Linked DNA regions of Mus musculus: region 1 is linked to region 2. Evidence: chromatin contacts called from public promoter capture Hi-C data. All regions are on one chromosome and are shown on one strand. Each heading gives the region's core, a stretch centred on a gene start, on an enhancer-like site or on the middle of the called end of the contact. The rest is flanking DNA. Distances are from core to core; before and after follow the strand shown.

The links. Capture Hi-C pulls out chosen DNA fragments and counts their contacts.
Region 1: a contact with region 2 is called in a promoter capture Hi-C map of adipose tissue. The contact joins two enhancer-like sites. A contact is called at or near these places in 6 of 39 promoter capture datasets (embryonic stem cells, hippocampal neurons, liver and 2 more), 1 of 115 datasets of contacts at active chromatin or transcription factors (embryonic stem cells) and 2 of 9 other capture datasets (adipose tissue and pancreatic islet).

The regions. Positions count from the first base shown.
Region 1 is chr5:134,761,801-134,766,632 of GRCm38.p6, reverse strand. All of the region lies in intron 1 of Gm30003 (a long non-coding RNA gene), which reads right to left. Among named protein-coding and RNA genes, the nearest start is that of Eln, 17 kb to the right of the region's middle. Within about 2 kb of position 3,007, at least 19 of the 459 cell types and tissues checked have an H3K27ac peak or open chromatin away from gene starts, as enhancers often do. A contact at or near this core is called in adipose tissue, where this site is marked.
Region 2 is chr5:134,669,121-134,673,539 of GRCm38.p6, reverse strand. It overlaps Limk1 (LIM-domain containing, protein kinase), which reads left to right. Exons shown (of 16, transcript NM_010717.3): 3 at 390-528; 4 at 760-869; 5 at 3,016-3,222; 6 at 4,245-4,350. Among named protein-coding and RNA genes, the nearest start is that of Gm10369, 4.8 kb to the left of the region's middle. Within about 2 kb of position 1,784, at least 29 of the 459 cell types and tissues checked have an H3K27ac peak or open chromatin away from gene starts, as enhancers often do. A contact at or near this core is called in adipose tissue, where this site is marked.

The DNA of each region.
Region 1 (4,832 bases), core at 1,758-4,257, 92 kb before region 2:
GTAGCTACCCAAGTGCAAGGGAGGCAAAACATATTCACTGGAGACTTCTGGGAAACCCCACTACACCAGAGATTATGCCAGGACCAGGGTCCCCAGTGGAAAAGGGAGACACCCCTCCCTCACCCAGTTTGTTTGGGTTATGAATTCAAGACCAGCGTAGACCTTGTCTCAAAACAAGAAGTAAAGGGGCTGGAGACAGGCTCAGTTGGTAAAGTGCTTGCCCAACAAGCATGAGGCCCTGAGTTCGGATCCTTGGCGCTCACATAAAAAGACAGTACTTATGTTTCCCAAGTACTGAGGAGGTGGAGACAGGAGGAAGCCCTGGGGCTTGCTAGCCAACTGTCTAACCAAATGGCTGGGCTCCAGGGTAACTGGGAGACTCTGTCTCAAAAAGTAAGGTGGAGAGCCATCAATAAATATGCCCAACATTGGCCTCTGGCCTACATACACACACACACACACACACACACACACACACACACACACGGGAGTGCAGAGTTTTGGGGTATACCTGTTTTGTGTGTGCATATAACAAAAACCAGGGCTCTCTGTGGCCCTAAAGTTAGGTTTGGTCCGATTCTGCATTTGCTCATGTGAACTCTCAAAAGCAAGACTTGAGGTTTCTAACTTTAAAGCTCTCAGAACTGGAAAAGTCTGGGGCCAGCCCAGTGCATGGAGGGTCAGGCTGAGATGGGGAATGGCTTGAAGCATCTACTTTTCTGTCTCTCAGGCTCACAGATAGCACTTGAGCATCAGGATAGGTGGGTGGATAAGGACAGAAGGACCCCATCCCTTGCAAACATCCCTCGCCTTAATCTCTGCTCCCACGACTCCTCAAGCTACTTTCCCAGGCAGGTGGCACTGCACAGGCAAAGCCCCGCTGGACCAAGGACACAGCTGGCAAGGGTGGCCTGTCAGCCCCGGCAGCCACCCAAGTATGTGGCCTGCAGTGTGGATGGCTGTTCCCGCGGCGTTCCCAGAGCACACACCAAGGAAAACATGGAACGCTTGTTGGATGATGTAGCCTGATTCTAAAGTCGTGCATTCCTGCGGAGGGCAGTGAAGTGTGGATGGGAGCTGGCAGTGGGAACGTGGGCTCTGCTGCGCCTGCGCAGTCCTTACTTGTACAGTCCGCCGAGTCTGGTTCCCCGGCCTTCCAGGCTGTGGGAGCTTGCATGGTTGTGCCACATAGGTCCACAGCCTCCGACCTGTGCGCATAGCCACAGTCCCCAGTCCTCAGAAGGACAACTTCCATCACCCCGTGCCCGTGTAACCTTCACCATAGGTGGGCAGTAGTGAGCAACCTTTCTTTACACTGACAGACTTTGGGTATGTCCTACCTGAGAACCAGTGACAATGTCCCATCTTATACTGAGAGAGAGTCTGTCTGTCACTATCTCTGGACATGGGGTCACTTGAGGGAGTGAACCAGCTTGTGCTTCAAAAGGTGTATCTTAATCTCTAGTCTTCCTGTCTCCTTGCCCTTTTTAGCGGGGCCAGGGGCATGTTAGGCAAGTCCTTGTGAGGCATGTGACATGCGCACAGAGGCCCGAGGTCAACATCAAGTGTCTTCCTCAAGTGCACTGCACCTTATCTTATTTAAATTACATGATCTTATTTCTCTGTGTGTATACATGTAGGGGTGTATGCATGCTGTGGTCCCCATGGGAAGATCAGAAAAGAGTTCACTGCAATCAACCCTCTTGTTCTTCCACGTGTCCTAAGGGATCAAACTCGGCCATCAGTCTTAGTGGCTAATGTCGTCACCCACTGGGCCATCGTGCTCATCCCTCCACCATATCCTTCACTGAACACAGCGCTCACCATTGGCTAGGCCAGCTAGGCAGAGGGTTCTGTCCACCTGCCTCTACCGTCACTACTCAGGGTTTATAAATGCACCCGACTATACCTGGTTGTTTTGTGTGGCCTGGAGATCTGAACTCAGACCCTTGTACCTGTATGGCTGAGCCATCTCCCCAGCCACAAAGCCCCACCCCTTTTATAGCCCTTCTATAATCCAGGCAGTCCTTGAACCTTTGATCCTCCTGCTTCAGCCTCCCAAGCAGCTGGAGTGATGGGCCCGTGTCACCAGAACTGCCCCCACCAGTGGGACCTGTTTTCACTAGGACCTGTTAGACAGGGCCTAAGGATATCCATGAGTCTTTACATTGGGGCAGAGAATATGTGCCTTTGGAAAAACAGGGACATGGTGGCAGATTGGGGAAATACCTCCTAGTTCCCACTTGCTACATGTGATCGGCAAGCTTGGCCTCAGGGTGGTACCCAAACTGTTATCTGCATCTGGAGTACGAGGCTATCGAGGTGGAAGATGCTAATACAAAACTCAGGGCTAGAAAGACCCCACATGGGAGCCCAGGACAGTTACAATTCAGGAGTTCTGGTTTGGGAATTTTGAGGCAAAGTCTCATGTAGCCCAGGCTGGCCTCAAACCCATGCTGTATCTGAGGGTGATCTTGAACTCCTGATCCTCCAGCCTCCACCTCCCAATCCCACTGGGATTTACAGCACCACACTTGGTTTGGGAAGTACTGGAGATGGAACTCTGGTCTTTTAGGGTGCTCAACAAGGGCTCTCTCAACAGATCGACCACCCAGTCTGCTTACTCGGGTTCTAGCCAAACAGCTTCCGAGGTCCATCTTGTTAGGAGGGGGGTCTGGGGAGGTGCCAGGTTCAAACTGCTATGGGCCTTGCTAATCTCCAGCCCCCTTAGCTTTGGAACATATGTGTTCATGTGAGGTTTGATCATGTTTGCCCTTGGAGACCCAGTCTCCGTGTTTGGCCTTCTAACTCAAGGGGTGTGAGGTCCTAAAGCTACTCCCCAGAACATGTGTAATAGCACCCAGACTCCAGACATGAGACAGTGAGGAATCCAGAATAAAGCAGGCAGGGCCTCTCTCTGATCAGGGTCAAGCACAGTCCAGGAGAGAGGCTGGGCCATTCCTTGGCTCTCCTGGCCTGCCGGGCCTCCTGCCTGCCCTCCTGCCCAACCTTACTCACTTGGCCCGTGGTGAGGCCTGGAACCAGTCACATCCGGCCCGGCCGTCTAAACAGGCCCGAGGCCCCGGAGCTTGCTGGGCCCAAGGGGAACCCAAAATAACATCTGAATCAATGTCCCTATAGACACCCTCACCCGCCAGGGCCCAAGGGAGGAGCCTAGAGACACAGCTCAGAGACCTAGACTGCTGACCAAGCTGGCTCAGGCAGCAGTTAGCTCTGTGGGGCCTCAGCCAATGGCCAACGGCACCCAAGGACAAGCAAGATGGTCACAGTGAGGTGATGAAGGCTGTGAAGAAATAGGGAAGAGGGGGGACAGCCCAACGCAGGGGGCGGTGGCCAGTGTGGATAAAGGGACTGGGAGAGCAGAGGGGTTGGACCTGACCACATAATAAGCAAGTGACTTGAAATGCTATGAAAATCTACAGGCTCACCTCACAGAAAGAGATGTGAGCTACAGACAGTCAGGCTAGCAGGTGGCTCAGCAGGTACCGAGCCTAGGGACATGAGTGTGATCTCCTGGGACCCACATGATGGAGAGGTAAAATGGACTCTTGATAAGTTATCCTCTGACCTCAACATGTAAGATCTCACACACATGCACACACACACACATACACATGCACACTCACACACACACACACACACATGCATACACACACACATGCATACACTCATGCACACACACACATATGCACACTCTCTCTCTCACACACACATGCACACTCACACACATTCATGCACACACACATATGCACTCTCTCTCTCACACACACACATGCACACACATGCATACACACACTCACACACACTCATGCACACACACACATATGCACACTCTCTCACACACACACATGCGCACACACGCACACTCACACACTCATGCACACACACATATGCACTCTCTCTCTCTCTCACACACACACACACACACACACACACACATGCACACACACTCATGCGTGCACACACACACACACACACGGGACCATCAGCATAGCCCAGAGTGAGAAAGAGACTTTTTTTCAGAGAGCCAGACCTTGAAAGGTGGGTTAGTTCTGACCATGGAAGAAATGAAGGAAACATACAAGAGACAGGGGATAGGAACAATGTACTCTAGGGCTCAGAGAATCACCCCAGAACTAGTCTGGGGACCCACTTCCTTTCAGCAGCTAGATGCAGATAGCCCAAATAGCCCAGTCATCTGAATAACCCCCCCAACACTGTTCCAAGAGCCACATATGCCCATTGGTTCCCTAGGGGACCACCAAGGACCCAGTAGAAGAGACAGTCCATACTGAGCCGTCCATACCTTCCCGTTCATCCCTCCAAGGAAGGCCCAACCTTAGATCAACTTGAGGACAAAAGAGTCTGCCAGAATTGGGGACACACTCTAGGTCAGTGACATTGACTGACATATTCTGGGGTGGGCTGTGTTGAAGGTGTTGTTATGAGACCTGGGCCTAGCTTAGAAAGGGTCACAAGTTACATGGCCCCAACGCTTCCCCAACACTGGTCCAGGCCATGTCATGTCGCTACATTCCCCTCAGATAAAGTCAGTGGTACCCCAGCTGGAACGGGAGGCTGTTACCTGAGTCCCCACCGGCTTGCAGACCTAATCCCCCCAGCTTTCCTGAGAACGGCTCTGCTGTTCTTGGCTGATGGCCCCTGCTGAGCCTGGCACAGCCTGGGCTCTGTGCCCACCTGGGAGTGAGAGTCTGGCAGTGGCCCAGCCCGGGCAGTGGACATCGTGAAGAGCTAAAACGAAGGCCCAGGCAGGCAGAAGGGGCCTCCCTCAGGTTCTGGTCAGTGGCCTT
Region 2 (4,419 bases), core at 535-3,034:
GTTTTGTTTTTTGAGACAGGGCTTTATGTATGGTAGGCAAGCTCTATACCAACAGAAGTACACCTTCAGCCCCTATTTTATTTTGATTTTTTTAAAAGCAAAAATCTAAAGATAGATTCCTATAGATGACAATTGGAAAGAGGGCTCCGTGGTCAAGAATCCTTGCTTTTGCAGAGCAGTCAAGTATATACCCATGCACCTGCATCAAGTGCCCGTAACTCCAACTCCAGGATATCTGGTGTCCTCCGGCCTCCACAGGGACCGTACACACATGATAAACGTATAGCTGTACACGCATGAGCAGAGATTGTTTCTTTAATTTAAAAGAAAAGAAAAAAGCTGTGCAGAGATGGTAGGTGGCCATCCTCAGCCCTGCCCCCTCCACCCAGGTGCTGCGAGTGTAGCGTCTCCCTTTCACACCAGTACTACGAGAAGGATGGACAGCTCTTCTGCAAGAAGGACTACTGGGCCCGCTATGGCGAGTCTTGCCACGGGTGCTCCGAGCACATCACCAAAGGGCTGGTCATGGTGAGCCACTTTCCCCTACCTGCCCACCTCCTGAGGCAAGTGTGCATTCACTCACCGCCATCATCCCCTGTGTGTCCTGGGCCCATCTCTTCATCTGTCCAGACCTGCCAGTCCTCTCCCTGTCCAGCAAGATTCTGTCTGGGTTGCCCTGCTTTCTCCCGAACAGGAGGATAACGATGGCTTTAGGGACAGCAGGCACCACAAAGCTATGTTGTGTCCTCACCCCTACAGGTGGCTGGGGAGCTGAAGTACCACCCTGAGTGTTTCATCTGCCTCGCCTGTGGAAACTTCATTGGCGATGGGGACACCTACACACTGGTGGAGCACTCCAAGCTGTACTGGTGAGTCCTGTGGGCCTCTTCAAGCCTAGGGGCCTGCACCAAGACTGCCCATACGCAGGCTTTTATGGTACCATGAAAGTTAAACTACTCTATAGTGAGTTCCATACTCTATAGTGAGCTCCAGGCCAGAATGGTACAGACATGGTACCATGCTTCACCTGGTAAAACAGGAGAGGGCAAGTACCATTGCTCCCTGCCTCCATGTCAGTAATTGCAGTGCCTGTCACCCTAGCTTTTCAGGAGGCCAGTGCAAGAGGACTGCAAGTCTTAGGCCAAACTGGACAATTTAGTGAGATAAAATCTTAAGTACAAAGAGATCTGGGGCTGTCGCTCAGTGGTAGAGCCTCTGCCTAGAATCCTCCAGGGAGGGCTAGGAGTGTGACTCAGCAATAGAGGACTTCCATGTCATATGTAAGGCTCTTTGTTCAGTTCTGAGTACTACAAAAAAAAAGAAAAAGAAAGAAAGAAAGAAAATGACTGAAACCAAAGTGCCCCCAGCACCAGCTCTCTACTTTCTGCCTCTGCAACGTAGCTCTGCCTCTAGCCACAGAGCTGGCACAGACCCCACTAGCTATAGACAACATCCCTAGCGGGTCTATTCCTGCTGCAGACACCAGCTGCACACTCAGGCGTCCCCAGGCCCTTCCAGCCCAGTGGCCTCATGTTTGATGGTGTGCTGGATAACTAACTCACAGAACTGCAAACGGTGCTGCAGGCCACAGTTGCACCAAGCGAGGGCACCGTCCACCTCTCCCCCAGCCCGACTTAGGTTTACGAACTGGGATGCCACGCTGAGGCCCAGCACCCAGGGAGTTCACTGAGGCTTTAAGTCATGGGCCACGTGATTATGCTCTGTCTCTGTCCTGCGCCTGAGAATCCAGGCTGGCTAGAAGCTGCAAGCCTTCAGTCACTGTCAGTGACTGTGGGACCAGCCCTGATGTGACTCATTTGCATAGACTCAAGCATCCTCCAAAGGGCTCATAAATAACAAAGATCCCCCTGTTCCAGGGACTTAAGAGTCTTTCTCCCCAGAGCCAGGGACTAAAAATCAGACAGATTCTCTCTTATGAAACACCAACAAAGCTGGATTCGAGAACAACGGACCCGATCCCAAATGGGTTTTTAATGACTTCCTCCCAAAGGAGACATATCCGCAAGGGCCTCGCCTTATCTTGGCCATCTGACAATATCACCGGATAGACAGAGCCAGAATGGGGCCAGCAAGATGGCTCAATGTGTAAAGGTGCTTGCTGCTAAGCCTAATGAACCTAAATCTCATTCCCAGGACCACATGGTAGAAAGGAGAGAACTAACTCACAAATTGTCCTCTGACCCCCCCCCCCCATACTCACTTTGTGGCATGCATACCTTCCCCAAGCCCATATACACACAAACAATTAATAAATGTAATTAAGGGGGCTGGAGAGATGGCTCAGCGGTTAAGAGCACCAACTGTTCTTCCAAAGGTCCTGAGTTCAAATCCCAGCAACCACATGGTGGCTCGCAACCATCTGTAACAAAAAATCTGATGCCCTCTTCTGGAGTGTCTGAAAACAGCTACAATGTGCTTACATATAATAAATAAATAAATAAATAAATAAATAAATAAATAAATGTAATTAAAAGACATAACAGTGGCCAGGCATGGTGCCGCATGCCTTTAATCCCAGCATTTGGGAGGCAGAGGCAGGTGAATTTCTGAGCTCGAGGCCAGCCTGGTCTACAGAGTGAGTTCCAGGACAGCCAGGGCTACACAGAGAAACCCTGTCTCGAAAAAACAGAAAGAACCCAGACATAACAGTCTGCTGAGATGCCTCAGCAGGTAAAGGCATTAGCCACTAAACAACAACCTTAAGGACCATGATGGAAGGAGAGAACCAATTTCAGCAACTTGCCTTTCAACCCCCATATATTTTGGCACACATACTTGAACAAACACACACAGAAATAAAAGTAATATTAAAAAGATTATTTTTAACAGAATAACTGAGACCCAGAGTTGGGGGCTTTGAGACAACTGGGCCTGCCTTGTCCTATCCCGCACCCCACCGGTTTGCTGTGGGCTGCAGCGAAGCATCAATGACTTCCCCCCAACGCTCTATTCTTCCCTTTCTCTTTGGATCCGCACCACCGATGGCGTTCACAGTGGCCAGTGCTACTACCAGACCGTGGTAACTCCAGTCATCGAACAGATCCTACCTGACTCACCCGGCTCCCACCTGCCCCACACAGTCACCCTCGTGTCTATCCCAGCCTCTGCCCATGGCAAACGAGGCCTGTCTGTCTCCATCGACCCCCCTCACGGCCCACCAGGATGTGGCACGGAGCATTCGCACACTGTCCGAGTCCAAGGGTGAGTGGAATGCCACGCTGCCAGATGGGGCTCTGTTGTAGCGACCTGATTGTATTAGTTAGCTGTCTGCTGTTGTGACAGGGTGCCTGATGCAAACAACCTGTGTGGGGAAGAGATGGCTCTTAGCTCACGGTTCAGAGGGTGCAGACCCAGAGTATCCACATACTAGAAGCAGGGGGAACTGAGGTCACTTCCCCCAGAACCCATTTTTAAAAAGTACAGGGGCTGTCAACATGGCCTGTCAGCTAAAGATGCTTACCACCAAACCTGACAAATTAAGTTCCATTCCCAGGTCCCACACAGTGGAAGGAAAAAACCAACAGTCCTCTGATTTGCACGCATGCGCGCACACACAGACACATATTCACACAGTAAATAAATGAATATAAAACAATTATGTTTTAAGTCAAGCAGTGCCTGTGCCTGTAATCCCGGAGTTCCGGTGTTGTCCGCTATGAGCAGCTGTAATGAAACATTGGGCCACACACACACACACACACACACACACACACACCAACAAAGGAAAAGTCACCAAAGAAGAAGAAGAATAGCAAAGAGTAAGGGGAGCCGTGCAAGTGGGCGGAGAACAGGAGGGATGGGCAAGTGTGGTCGGATGCCTTCTGTAGTGCATGAGGGTGCGCAGCGAAGCCTGGTGTTGAACGTAGTTAGTAGACGCTAATAGTAAGATAAAACTGGAGCTGGAGAGATGGCTCGGCAGTTAAGAGCAACAGGCTACTCTTTCAGAGAACCAGGGTTCCCAGCAACCACGTGGTGGCTCACAACCTTCTAGCTCCAGACACCCTTGTGGCCATCAGGCATGCCTGCATGTGGTATATAGACATACATGCAGGCAAAACACCCATGTAAAATCTTTTGTCAAAGGTAACAACTAAAACCACAGTATATTGCAATTTCCACCTCAGGTCACACACACACCTGGTGGTCTTGGCTTTCAGTTTTCCTCTTGGGGCGGAAGTTGACAGGTTGGAGGGGAACTAGTCTAACCACCGCTTTATCCCCAGAGTGGACCCAGGCTGCATGAGCCCAGATGTGAAGAATTCCATCCACGTTGGAGACCGGATCTTGGAAATCAATGGCACGCCCATCCGGAATGTGCCGCTGGACGAGGTAGGGCCACGGACTCACAGACAGACAGGAGGGGGTGCTAGAAGTAGAAGCCTCAGCCCTGAGCTCTGC